Linked DNA regions of Mus musculus: all the other regions are linked to region 3. Evidence: chromatin contacts called from public HiChIP or PLAC-seq and promoter capture Hi-C data. All regions are on one chromosome and are shown on one strand. Each heading gives the region's core, a stretch centred on a gene start, on an enhancer-like site or on the middle of the called end of the contact. The rest is flanking DNA. Distances are from core to core; before and after follow the strand shown. Region 1 has its middle 190 kb from the start of Gm23950. Region 2 has its middle 330 kb from the start of Pappa. Region 3 holds the start of Trim32 (tripartite motif-containing 32). Region 4 has its middle 310 kb from the start of Gm23950.

What was found. Promoter capture Hi-C pulls out the DNA fragments that hold promoters and counts their contacts. HiChIP or PLAC-seq counts read pairs in DNA pulled down with a chosen protein or histone mark.
Region 1: a contact with region 3 is called in an H3K27ac HiChIP or PLAC-seq map of the NIH/3T3 cell line, with 5 times the contacts expected there. The contact joins the enhancer-like site here to the promoter of Trim32 in region 3. A contact is called at or near these places in 6 of 39 promoter capture datasets (the 3T3-L1 cell line, the HPC-7 cell line, frontonasal cranial neural crest and 3 more) and 1 of 115 datasets of contacts at active chromatin or transcription factors (the NIH/3T3 cell line).
Region 2: an H3K27ac HiChIP or PLAC-seq map of trophoblast stem cells shows a contact between it and region 3, with 12 times the contacts expected there. The contact joins the enhancer-like site here to the promoter of Trim32 in region 3. A contact is called at or near these places in 5 of 39 promoter capture datasets (3T3-L1-derived adipocytes, frontonasal cranial neural crest, hippocampal neurons and 2 more) and 2 of 115 datasets of contacts at active chromatin or transcription factors (stem cell-derived neural progenitor cells and trophoblast stem cells).
Region 4: a contact with region 3 is called in a promoter capture Hi-C map of second pharyngeal arch cranial neural crest, with 8 times the contacts expected there. The contact joins the enhancer-like site here to the promoter of Trim32 in region 3. A contact is called at or near these places in 6 of 39 promoter capture datasets (the 3T3-L1 cell line, the HPC-7 cell line, embryonic stem cells and 2 more).

The regions. Positions count from the first base shown.
Region 1 is chr4:64,633,968-64,636,895 of GRCm38.p6, reverse strand. No RefSeq gene overlaps it. Among named protein-coding and RNA genes, the nearest start is that of Gm23950, 190 kb to the right of the region's middle. Within about 2 kb of position 1,470, at least 45 of the 459 cell types and tissues checked have an H3K27ac peak or open chromatin away from gene starts, as enhancers often do. A contact at or near this core is called in the NIH/3T3 cell line, where this site is marked.
Region 2 is chr4:64,792,332-64,795,357 of GRCm38.p6, reverse strand. No RefSeq gene overlaps it. Among named protein-coding and RNA genes, the nearest start is that of Pappa, 330 kb to the left of the region's middle. Within about 2 kb of position 1,762, at least 11 of the 459 cell types and tissues checked have an H3K27ac peak or open chromatin away from gene starts, as enhancers often do. A contact at or near this core is called in trophoblast stem cells, where this site is marked.
Region 3 is chr4:65,603,383-65,606,268 of GRCm38.p6, reverse strand. It overlaps Trim32 (tripartite motif-containing 32), which reads right to left and starts at 1,283. Exons shown (of 2, transcript NM_053084.2): 1 at 1,200-1,283. All of the region lies in intron 16 of Astn2 (astrotactin 2), which reads left to right.
Region 4 is chr4:64,754,888-64,757,857 of GRCm38.p6, reverse strand. No RefSeq gene overlaps it. Among named protein-coding and RNA genes, the nearest start is that of Gm23950, 310 kb to the right of the region's middle. Within about 2 kb of position 1,662, at least 1 of the 459 cell types and tissues checked has an H3K27ac peak or open chromatin away from gene starts, as enhancers often do. A contact at or near this core is called in second pharyngeal arch cranial neural crest, where this site is marked.

The DNA of each region.
Region 1 (2,928 bases), core at 221-2,720, 970 kb after region 3:
CATTGAGCAGACAAACTTTCTTTTACACTGGAGTCAGCCTTTCTCTTTTATTCAGATCTTCCATTGATTAGATGAGGTCCACTTATATTAGAGAGAATAATTTCTTTACTCAATCCACTGATTCATATGTTAATCTTATCCAAAAATACCATCACAGAAAAGCCCATAATGATGTTTGACTAAGTAGCTGGATATACACAAACAATTAATCACCATGTTCTTTCTTTCTCTTTCTTTCTTTCTTTCTTTCTTTCTTTCTTTCTTTCTTTCTTTCTTTCTTCCTCTCTCTCTCTCTCTCTCTCTGTCTTTTTCTTTTAAAATTGAGTCAGTCTCATGGTCTTACATACTCCAATCTGATTTGAAGAATTTCTATGTCTTAGAGAAATACTCTTATCCATGAATATGAGGGTATTTGAGGGAAAACACTTTAAAAACTATGAATAAACAAGCTTTAATATTCTAGTGTAAAGAGCCTTTTGTTTGCTTAAAGAAGAGAGCAACACTAGTAACCATGAATCTGAGAGTGTCGGATAGGTTTCAGGAATAGCAAGGATGTAAGAATCGTTTGCTCAGAGATGAGCACTAGAAGTAGCCATGAAATCGATAATGGATATAGCCAGAGATCAGACTACAAATGATCCAACTACAAACAATACATGGATTATGTTCTATTTGAGATGAATAAGACTTGGAAGGATTTGGGTAGGAAATTTATATAAAGTACTTTTGGAAACCATGTAAATTCAGGGTGCAAGAATTACAGTAGGAAGTTAAATAAAGAGCCTGTTATTATGATTTAGTTTTAATACATAGGAAAGGGAATGCAGACTGTCCACTCACTGATGCATGCCCTTAAATGCCCCAGTTTCAATGTTGCTTGCCACATCTACAGTTTCATCTTCCATGCAAACCTTTCCTCTGTGTCTCAGTGTGAAACATGGAAGATATCAAGATCATCAGCCACTGTGATCTTAAAGGCCAGATATTAGCCCTCAGGATTTCCCTTTGCAACATCAGAAGCAGTAGGCTTGTAAGTCTCCAAATATGTGAACCACCACCACAAGTCAACTTTGATTTAAAGCAAAGGAGCTGGCATTGCTTAAAGGTGAGGTCACTGGAACTGGAGCCTTGATGAAGTTTCTCAGAAAGAAAACATTGTGCTGTGTTTGTGTCTCCCTCACATTCCTCTTTCCCTCTCCCCTCACTTCCCACCACATGTGGGTTGGCTGTGCCTGAGGTTCCAGGGATTGAACAAAAACCATTGAAGTTTGGGCATATCAAAGAGTCTATACAAAAACCAAGCAGAACTCCCTTAACCTGAGCACAGTTCTGCAAGTGTTGATTGAAGGAGACAGAGAGGAAGCTACTTTAAGTCTTTTAGAGAAAACAACACTTGGTGTGTGCTCATGGAATTTGCTACATAATGAGGACACTGATTCTCCCTCCATGAGTCAGAGTCTGGCCACTGTAAAACTATGGAGAAAAAAATCCTCTGGGGTTTATGCATAGGCCATGCTTCCAGGTTTGTGACTATATTAACAAGCCCTGGAACCAGGATCCCAGGAAGTCAGGATCCCGGCTTTCATGATTAGCACATCCCTACAGGTCACAGGTACCTCGGGTAGATGGCTTTCATGAGTAGCACATCATTAGATGTCACAGATTCCTTGGGTGGCTAATTTTGCTCTGCTTTGGCATTAGTTGGCTTTTCTGTAAAGTTGAAACAATATGTCCTCTGCAGGGTCATTACATGCATTTGGTGCTATGGTCATAAACCCCAATGTTTCTGGCAACATAGCCCTGCCTTACTGTCATACTTTAAGCAATAATCCGATTTAAGGCTCACTCTGTGTCCATCCTGGTTCTGTTTGGAAATAGAAGAGTGCTTAGTGGAGTAAAATATGCAAAACTATGCCTTTTTTGCAAAATGAAAAATACTGACATTTTCAAATGATAGGCAATATTCCTGATTAATCAGAGGGAAGATAACACTCATACCTCCTTCCTTCTCCAGTTCCCTACCCTATGTGATGTCTTCACTGTGGTATTCACCTAATTGCTCTGAACAAAGTAAATGTTAATTTCTGTTTCATTTAGCCCTGCCATATTCAGTTCACTAGTAACCACTGCCTCTTCGATATTTTGTCCTCTTTTCTCCCTTCCAGTTTTATCAATGTTAATATCACTCAGACTTAAAGCATCCTTAGCTCTCAGGAAGCCTTCTCTCTAACACTTTCCTTATCAGCTTTCTAACCTAATCCCCAAAATGGTTAAAGATGACTTTCAAAAACATTTATCTTCTAAAGGAATCACATTCCATTTCTTTTCTAAAACCTTCAAGTCACTGGGTTTCAAACTCCTCAGCATGTCTAATGATGCTATAAGTGACCTGGTATTTCTCCACTTCAGTCATTGTACAGTGATCTCTCTAGTACGTCGCTCAGTCCCACACACATGGCATCGATGCTGTGATCACATACATATGTCAGTTCAAGGCATTTCCTGAGCTTTTCCTTGAATGTGTTGAGAAGCTCTGCCTCTAATACACTGAGTGGTTATGTCCTTCTTGCTTGGACCCTTTTCAGCTCAAACTTCTTGACCTCTACAGGGCTTCTCTGACTGCCCAGTCACACAAACACTAATTTTGCATCAGTTTCTTACTCTGCTGCCCTTTCCTTCCTTACCATCATTAGAAATTATAATGTTCCTGACGGTTGGTTTGTATCTTTTTGATGTATTTTCACTCAAATCAGAAACTCCATGAAAATGGATTTTTCATTGTCCTAGGTTTATAGTCTATCAGTGTCTATCTCTGCCTGCTGACCTCAACAGAATGTAATGCAGAACAGGACCTCGTCCTTGATAGAATCTTTTGACAGCATGAAATGGCCTTTGGGGAACAACCTTTCAATGTCCTTTAGGTATATA
Region 2 (3,026 bases), core at 513-3,012, 810 kb after region 3:
AGTATAAGAGTTTTGTTGGTAAAGAAGGACAGTGAAAACAAAGAAAGAAAGAGTCAAAGAGAGAATAAACCAGTAAAGCCAATTTCTTTCCACAGGCACTTAAGTCATTAAAATAATAAAAAATTGCTCGTATAGATAGAGTTGGTCAGCACATTTTTTCATAGAATGAAGGAAACACATAACTAGGGAAAAATGGTATAAATATTTCAGCTGATAGGACATCCAGGACCAAGAAGGTAGAATAAACTAGATTTAAACAAACAATTTGACATAGAACTGCAAAAGGCATTGTGAAATTCTGCAAAACTGCAGATTCAATTTCCCTGGAATATATTTCAGCCTAGTGAAATTCTGACAATTATTCATGTTGGAGAGGCAAAGAGAAATGGAGACAATATGAAAGCAAACATCCAGTCATCAGATTTCAGAATGCCACAGTGTCCAGAAAATACCTAGGTTGACTTCTTTTCACCTGAAGTCTATAGCAGCATTCTTACACTTTTGTATTAAAATGTCTCTTTTTTCTTTTTTTTTCTTAAATATTTTCTTTATTTACATTTCAAATGTTATCCTCTTTCCTGGTTTCCCCTCCTAAACCTTCATTTCCTCTCCCCTCCTCCTGCTCACAAACCCAACCAATCCTGCTTCCCGGCCCTGGCATTCCCCTATACTGGGACATAGAACCTTCAAAGGACTAAGGGCCTCTCCTCCCATTGATGACTGACTAGTCCACCCTCTGCTACAAGTGGAGCTAGAGCCATGAGTCCCACCATGTGTTTTCTTGGGTTGGTAGTTTAGTCCCAGGGAGCTCTGGGGATACTGTTTAGTTCATATTGATGTTCCTCCTATGGGGCTGCAAACCCCTCCAGCTCCTTGGGTACTTTCTCTAGCTCCTTCATTGGGGACCCTGTGCTCTATCTAATGGATGGCTGTGAGCATCCAATTCTGTATTTGTCAGGTACTCTTAGAGCCCCTCTGGAGACAGCTATATCAGGCTCTGTGTTAACAAGCTCTTGTTGGCATTCACAACAGTGTCTGGGTTTGGTGGCTGTATATGGGAGGGATCCCCAGGTGAGTCACTTTCTGGATAGTCATTCCTTCAGTCTCTGCTTCACACTTTGTTTCTGTAACTCCTTTCATGGGTATTTTGTTCCCCCTTTTAAGAAGGATGGAAGTATCAACACTTTGGTCTTCCTTCTTCTTGAGTTTCATATGTTTTGAAAATTGTATCTTGGATATTCTGAGCTTCTGGGCTAATATCCACTTATCAATGAGTTCATATCATGTGTGTTCTTTCATGATTGGGTTACCTCATTCAGGATGATATCCTCCAAATCGATCCATTTGTCTAAGAATTTCATAAATTCATTGTTTTTAATAGCTGTGTAGTAATCCATTGTGTAAATGTACCACATTTTCTGTATCCATTCTTCTGTTGAGGGACATATGGGTTCTTCCAGCTTCTGGCTATGATAATATGGTTGCTATGAACATAGTGGAGCTTATGTCATTACATGTTGGAAATTCTTTGGGGTATATGCAAGGAGTGGTATAGCTGGGTCCTCAGGTAGTCCTATGTCCAATTTTCTGAGGAACTGCCAGACTGATTTCCAGAGTGGCTTTACCAGCTTGCAATCCCATCAGCAGTGGAGGAGTGCTCCTCTTTCTCCACATCCTCGCCAGCATCTGCTATCACCTCAGTTTTTGACCTTAGTCATTCTGACCAGTATGAAGTGGAATCTCAGGATTGTTTTGATTTGCATTTCCCTGATGACTAAGGATGTTGACCTTCCCCCCACCCCCCACACACACCCTTAGGTGCTTCTCAGCCATTTGAAATTTCTCAGTTGAGAATTTTTTGTTTAGCTCTGTACCACATTTTTAATAGGGTTATTTGGTTCTCTGGAGTCTAACTTCTTGAGTTCTTTGGATACATTGGATATTAGCCCTCGATCATATTTAGGATTAGTTTGCTTGCTTTTTCTTTTTTTTTTTTTTTTTTTTTTTTTTTTTTTTTTGGTCTTATTGACAGTGTCCGTTGCCTTACAGAAGCTTTGCAAATTTATTTGGTCCCATTTGTCAATTCTTGATCTTACAGCAAAAGCCATTAGTGTTCTGTTCAGGAATTCTTCCCCTGTTCCCATATGTTCAAGGCTCTTCCTCACTGTCTCCTCTATAAGTTTCAGTGTCTCTAGTTTTATGTGGAGTTTATTGGTCACTTGTTCTTTGACATAGGAGCTTAAACCATCCAGTGTAAAAGAGACAGCATTTTGAATAAATGTTGCTGGTTCAACTGGCAGTTAGCATGTAGAAGAATGCAAATCGATCCATTCTTATCTCCTTGTAAAAATGTCTTCCTCTCTCACTGTTTCTCTCTTTCATTACCCCACAGACTCTCTCTTACTGTATATTTCTTTCCCCCTTTCCCCCCTCTCTCCTCCCTCCCTCTCTCCCTCCTTCCTTCCTCCTTTTCTATCAATCTGTTTGTCTGTCTTTCTGTAATCCTCTAAATTGAATGCACTCTTCATGCATGCTAGGCAAGCACTCTACTACTTAAGTATATCTTAAAATCTCCAATTATATTAACCCATTAACAGTAAACTTCAGTCAAGCTGAGCATGTTTGTCTGTGTTCAAATGCTAGGAAAGAGTGAGATTCATGTGAGGGTAGACAGCTGAAGAGAATTCAAGGACTTATAAACTGACACTTTATTTACTTTGGGTTGAAGCTGCTAAGTGAGATGGACACTGGGCAAAAGGCATCACACACAAGTGGGCATAGGCACACGGGTTGGCATCAAAGCTGTATTCATACAGTGACATAGAAGTGGCACTCTTCCGGTAATAGTTACACAACAGATTACATTGCTATTTACTTTTGGGGAGTTCTTGGACATCTAATGTCAGCCATTTTGTGCTGATTCATAGCCCTCCAGATGTTCAGTCTCATCTCTGTTTTAGCTGATTCATCAGGATAGCTATACTAGTGGCATGTTGTCTAAACATAAGCTGATGCTTACAGCCCAC
Region 3 (2,886 bases), core at 34-2,533:
CAGAGTGGGTATAGTCAGAATACATGCCTGCCTCAGGATTAAAGGGCCTTTAGTTAGTAAGTGAGGAAGAATCTGCCCTTCAAAGAATGTCAAACTCTCCTTCAGGATTTCTGAAGACTGGTGTCTTTATTCCCAAACCCTTACATTCTCCTAAATTCCATTCATTTATACATAGTTTATTTATAAATTACTTTCAGGTCCCTGGGTCTCCAGAAGACCCTCTGGGTTCAGTTATGCCAAGACCAAAACAAAAACAAAAACAAACAAAAACCTCCTAAGAACCTACTCACAAATTTCATTTGGTTTTGAATTCTATAATCTAGTTACAGCATTCACTCCCCACCATTCATTCTCCACAAACCTCATTCTCAACGCTAAATCCCAAATCTATCATTCAACCTTTTAGACTGTATGCTGCAGCCTTGCAATTCACCAATAGCTCTTATGTGTCCCTCATCCCTCCAATACATCCTTTAATCTATTTTCAAATTCCCACATCTATCACCCCTGTATGCCATCTCCAAACTCCAATCCTGTACCTCAGATTTCTGCCCTCCTTCAATCTGATCGCTCATCTGCCCATCATCCCCATCTTGTACTGGGCCACCTCCAACCCCCGCCCCCCACCTCCGCCCCCGTCCTGCCTCACGTGTTGCCTTCAAACCTTTGCTGCGATTTTCTAACTGGGTACTGATTCCCTCGGGAACTCACCCCTCAGTCTTTCCCAGATTCCGCTACAGAAATCCCTTTCTCTTCAGCAATTAGGATCTTCCAAGACCTTGGCTGTTTTGATCTCAGATCTTGCTATCATTACACCGATCTCCTCAAAGCCCCTAAGATTCTGCCCGCCAACACCCAACCTCATCCAGGCCTGCCAAATTCCTTTATGCTTTCTGATATTCTGCACCCAGATACCTCCAGGGACGTCAGATCCTCCCATCTCCCACATGCTGCACCCCGTCTCTCCGCATGGCCCCCACATTACCTCATACCTCCCGACATGCTGCAACTGCAAATTTCCTCAGCCCCTTTGCTCCCCTCCCCCAGCTGCATCTCATCTCCGCCGAATCGCTCCTGAGCCCGTCCCTTCCGAATCCGATCCTGCCACTCCGATCCAGTCCCCAAATCCTGCCATTCAATCTTGGATCCCCGCGACCCACCACAGTCCCTGGTCGCAGACCCTCCTTCCCGCCCCCTACCTGACCGCCCGCAGCTCCGACGCGAGTCCACCGCTGCCAGCCCACCCGCCCGCTGCCTTCTGCGCATGCGCTAGCACGTCCTTCCCATGGCAGTCGCCAATTCGTACAGTCGCCTGCCCGTCAACTTGCCCCGCCTCCCGAGGCATGCTGGGGCTTGTAGGTCTGTGGGCTCAGCGCCCGCGGCCCAGCTGAATAGATAGGGATGGCTCCGGAAACCTAGGCCATTGCAGCTTTCTGCCCCGTTTCAGAGTCTAAACATGGTTAGTCAATGCTAATCCCCCAGTAGTAGTCTCCAGAAAGTTCGGGCACTTTGCAGACAGACGCCTCTTTGAAGAAGACAAGCACACTCCCTTCAAAGAGCTGCAGGTCCCCGGGCTAGGTGTTTCTGCCTGTGACACATCCCAAAGTGGAGTCACTGAACACATGCCCCTTAGGAAAGACGTTTTCTTTGCCAAACAGCGCAGAGGCGGATAGCAGAGGGAGAAACAGGGAAAAGCCTGCATTGAGCCTTGTCAGACGGGAGGTTTTGTGGCCAGGACCTCCTGGTCCTGAAGGTAGTTTGTGGACAGGTAATACCTGCTCCTGAATGCGATAAACACACAGTACTAGTGAGGAATATGAAGGAATCTGAAATATTATGCTCTCATATTTGAAATTCCACCTAGCTGTGTACCCTCTGCACAATGATAAGACAACAAAACAAAAACAGTAATACCTTTAGACACTTTCCGACAGACTACAGACTTTGAAAAGAAGCTGAGACCTAGGGGTTAAAAGGCAAAGTAACCAGTTTCTACCTGTCAGAACCTGGCTTTAATTTCCCAGAATCACTCTTAACTTCATTTTTCTACTTCTTTATCTCAAAATAAAGTTAAGGATTGTTTTGATGAGTTACTAATAACTCAGAAAGGTGGGAAAAGTAAATTTATCCCCTTCCCCCACCTCACTCCCGCCCCTGTCCCACACATCTTGTCCAAGGTTCGGTATACACCTGGCATCGATTTTGATGGAACTCTGAACCAGGCTATTCATTCTCCAACTTGTTTCTCTTCTCAGTGATTCAGGAGTTCTCACATGATTTTATCCCTGGCCGGATTTCCTGATTATACATTCTGAGTACAATTTGATATCTCAGATAATTCTAGAGCCCTGAGCCAACCCAGGCACCCAGAACTCCCAAGGCTTTCCCAGAGAATATGTGACTCAAAGTTCCTTGAAGAAATTATATCTGTGCTGGCAATTCTATGGACTGACCAAATACCTAGAACTGGGAAAGGATAAAACATATTGTAGACACATAGTCAATTTATCTTGGGCTAGCTTTAGTTCTCTTAATGGCCATTTATTAACAACCTATGACTCTGGCCTAACAATCTTCTGACTATAAGGTAAACCATTGGAATGTATAGTTAAAGTTAGAAGACTATGAGCTTCCACTAAGAATGTTATAACATCCGGAAAAGATAAAAGAACTTTCCCTATCTTGCTGTAGCCCATCTACCTGATATCCCCCACAATGCATTTAAGTTAAGACTTAGGAGTTTTTTGTTCTGTGAATATAAATATCCATAGGCCTTTTCCACAGTAGAGTGTGTTATTTGGGATAGATGAGAATCTGTATACAGGCCATGGTTAGTCATATTTGATTCCGAATTTCTTTAGGAGCAAAAAAGAAGAAAAGTACAGC
Region 4 (2,970 bases), core at 413-2,912, 850 kb after region 3:
CAATATGTTTTAGTGTTAATAATTCCTTATGATCTTACCTGTTATCAAGATAATAAATTTTAACACTCAGATTTTTTTGGCTGTTAAAAATATATATTATGGGTTTCTTTACTAAAAGACTTCTAACAGTTTTTAGCTGATTCTTCTGCATTTTTAATTTTCACAGAAAACCTCTATGTGGCAGTACTTAAGATCTTACAGTCAAGATTCTTTCCTTGAGAAAAAAAAGATAGACTTTTTAATATAGAAAATTTGAGGAATAGTCCCTTCAACCCAATATAGGTGAGAGTTGAAAGACACAGTAAACAGTAGTATGTTCTTTCCTTCCGGACATTGAAATGAGAATCTCTGATGGGGATCATTTATTTTTATATGTTTTTCATATGTTTATTCTTCCATATCTAAGTGCTATGCTGAACCTGGTTTATATTATTTTAAAAATTTTTGTTGATCAGTTGACATCATGTTGACAGTTTGATAATGACAGTCATGGGCATATTTACACCACAGAAAGTGGAAAACACTTTAAATGTAAACTTCCTCATTTGAGAAGCAGTTGCTGAACATTTTTCAGTGTACCAGTAAAAATGAATTGGGACAGTAAGTATATTAAGTTGATTTTGACATACATCCTACACTCAGAGGGCTTATTATCAGATAAAGATGACAATAAATAGATCCAAATAGTGTAAATCATGACAGCAAGTGATTCTCAGGAATCACTATGTATATATCATTTATTATGCACTTACTAATACATGTAAGACATTTTTCAGACATAAGTAAACAATCTAAGAGATTTTGGAAAATAAATTTGGTGTGTTTTATAACAGAAAAGAAAACAGAGGCATGGAAATGGAGAATAAAAATGAATATTATTTTTTAAAGTATGCAAGAATGTATGCATTTTCACACAGTCAGGAATTGAGACCTGAGAGTTAGAATGTAGAACCCAGGTCACAGGCATTTTTAATGATCGTGTCTCTATTGTATTATCACAACGTAGGTTGGTTTAGAGAAGCTTCATTTTGCAGCAGGTGACCATTAATGCAAAGGTTCACGGCTGGCCAAAGTGCTAACCATAAATGACTGTTGAGTGCTCAACTGTAGAAATGAGTTTTCTACTTCAGTCCATCCAAGGCTAGATGGAGGAGGAGGTAGAATGGACTATAGAGCTGGAGAATGGAGAGGAAGGTTATGAACCCCTGTCTTCTAGATATACATCAAATAGAATAGACATCACAACTATGACTGTGCAATAAATGTGGCTCCTACCTGAGATGGCATGTACACACAAAACTAGGACATGGTGGTAGAGTGAAGCGAGTGAGTGTCCGCAGGGGTAGAAGAGGGATAAAGGAAGGTAATGAATGTGATCATGGTACTTTCTTCATAGATACACATTTGTCAAAAGTATTTTAAAAGAGAGATAGTTGAATGAGATAACATGGGTGTTCTAATGTGGCAGTGCTAAGGTACAGCTGAGGAAAATGCCAGCTTTTTACAAATACGGCATCTGTGTTTCCAAGAATTAGGTATAACCCCTTTTACCACCTGCATCCCTGATTCAAGTACAAAAGAGCAAGCTGATGTGAGCCATGTCAACAGAGGCCTAAACTCCAGTTGTCCTTCTCTCTGGCCTGGAGCCAGATTCTTGCTTCAGTTCGTGTCATTTTTCTCTGAGGTATGCATAAAGTGGAGGTTACTCATGTCACATCTGTTCTTGCTTTGTGAGTTCATTGGGGAAAAGAATTACTGACTTTATTTTCCAAAGGAGACCCTTTTAAGAACGGCCGGATGCAGGGTGGCCAGGAGAGGAGAGACCTGCACACATTCTTAAAAGCAAGACTTTCAGCTTTAGCATTCATAAAGCGTACCTTGGCCTATGTGCTCAGACTCTAACGATTCTATTCGATCTCTGTTCGGCTTAGAATTTCTGAAATGTTACAGTGCTGCATTCCTTCTCTACAGAAGAAATTGAACCTGTGCATATATTACACACCCACGTGCAAAATCTTCACAGACTGGATTGGCTTTTTTATGGCCCCTTCCCCTGCCACAGCTTCCAGCTTTAAAACAACCTTGTTTTTTTTTTTTCTTTTTTCTTTTGAGTATAATGAAAAAGACTTCCTCCTGCAAGAGGCTTTGTTGAAAATAATAGCAATTTCAAGATAATTATGTCTAGAATTCCTTCATAACATTTTATATATTTCTTCTTTAGAAATGCTTATGGAATGCATGTATTTGGTAACAGATACGTTTTATATAACATACAAATTCATATTTGAAAATAAACATTTTAAAAAATTAGGTCAATTACCAGAGCAGAATGCACATAAGTCTTTGAAATGAGACACCCTCGATATTGTTTTTTCCTTCCTTAAAGGATAAATAATGTTTTCACTAATAAGCATGTAGAAAAAATAGAGTTGTGTAGAACGGTAATATTTCTAGGATAGGTAAAGAACTCGTTATGGCTAAGCTATGAGATATCATAGTGTGATCTATATTTTCAGAATATCTACTCTGAAAATCATATGGAGAATTTGTTTGGAGGCCCTAAACAGAGAGATAAGAGAAAAATGGTATACTACCTAGTTTTATGTCAAGTTGAAGCAAGTTAGATTTATCTGAAAAATGGAATCTCAACTGAGAAAATAATTCTGTAAGATGTGGATGTAGGAAATTTTCTTAATTAATGACTGATCAAGTAGGGTGAGGCGATTGCTTGAGGCCACCCCTGGGTTGCTGGTCCTGGTTCTATAGGAAATCAGGCTTATCAAGCTAACATGATTAAGTAGCACTCCTCCATGGCTTCTGCATCAGCTCTTGCCTCCAGATTTCTGCCTGGTTTGAGTTCCTGTCCTGACTTCCTTTGATGATGAACTGTGATGTGGAAGTGTAAGCTAAATAAGTCCTGTCCTCCTCAAGTTGCTTTGGTCACGGTATTTCATCACAGAAGTAGTAACC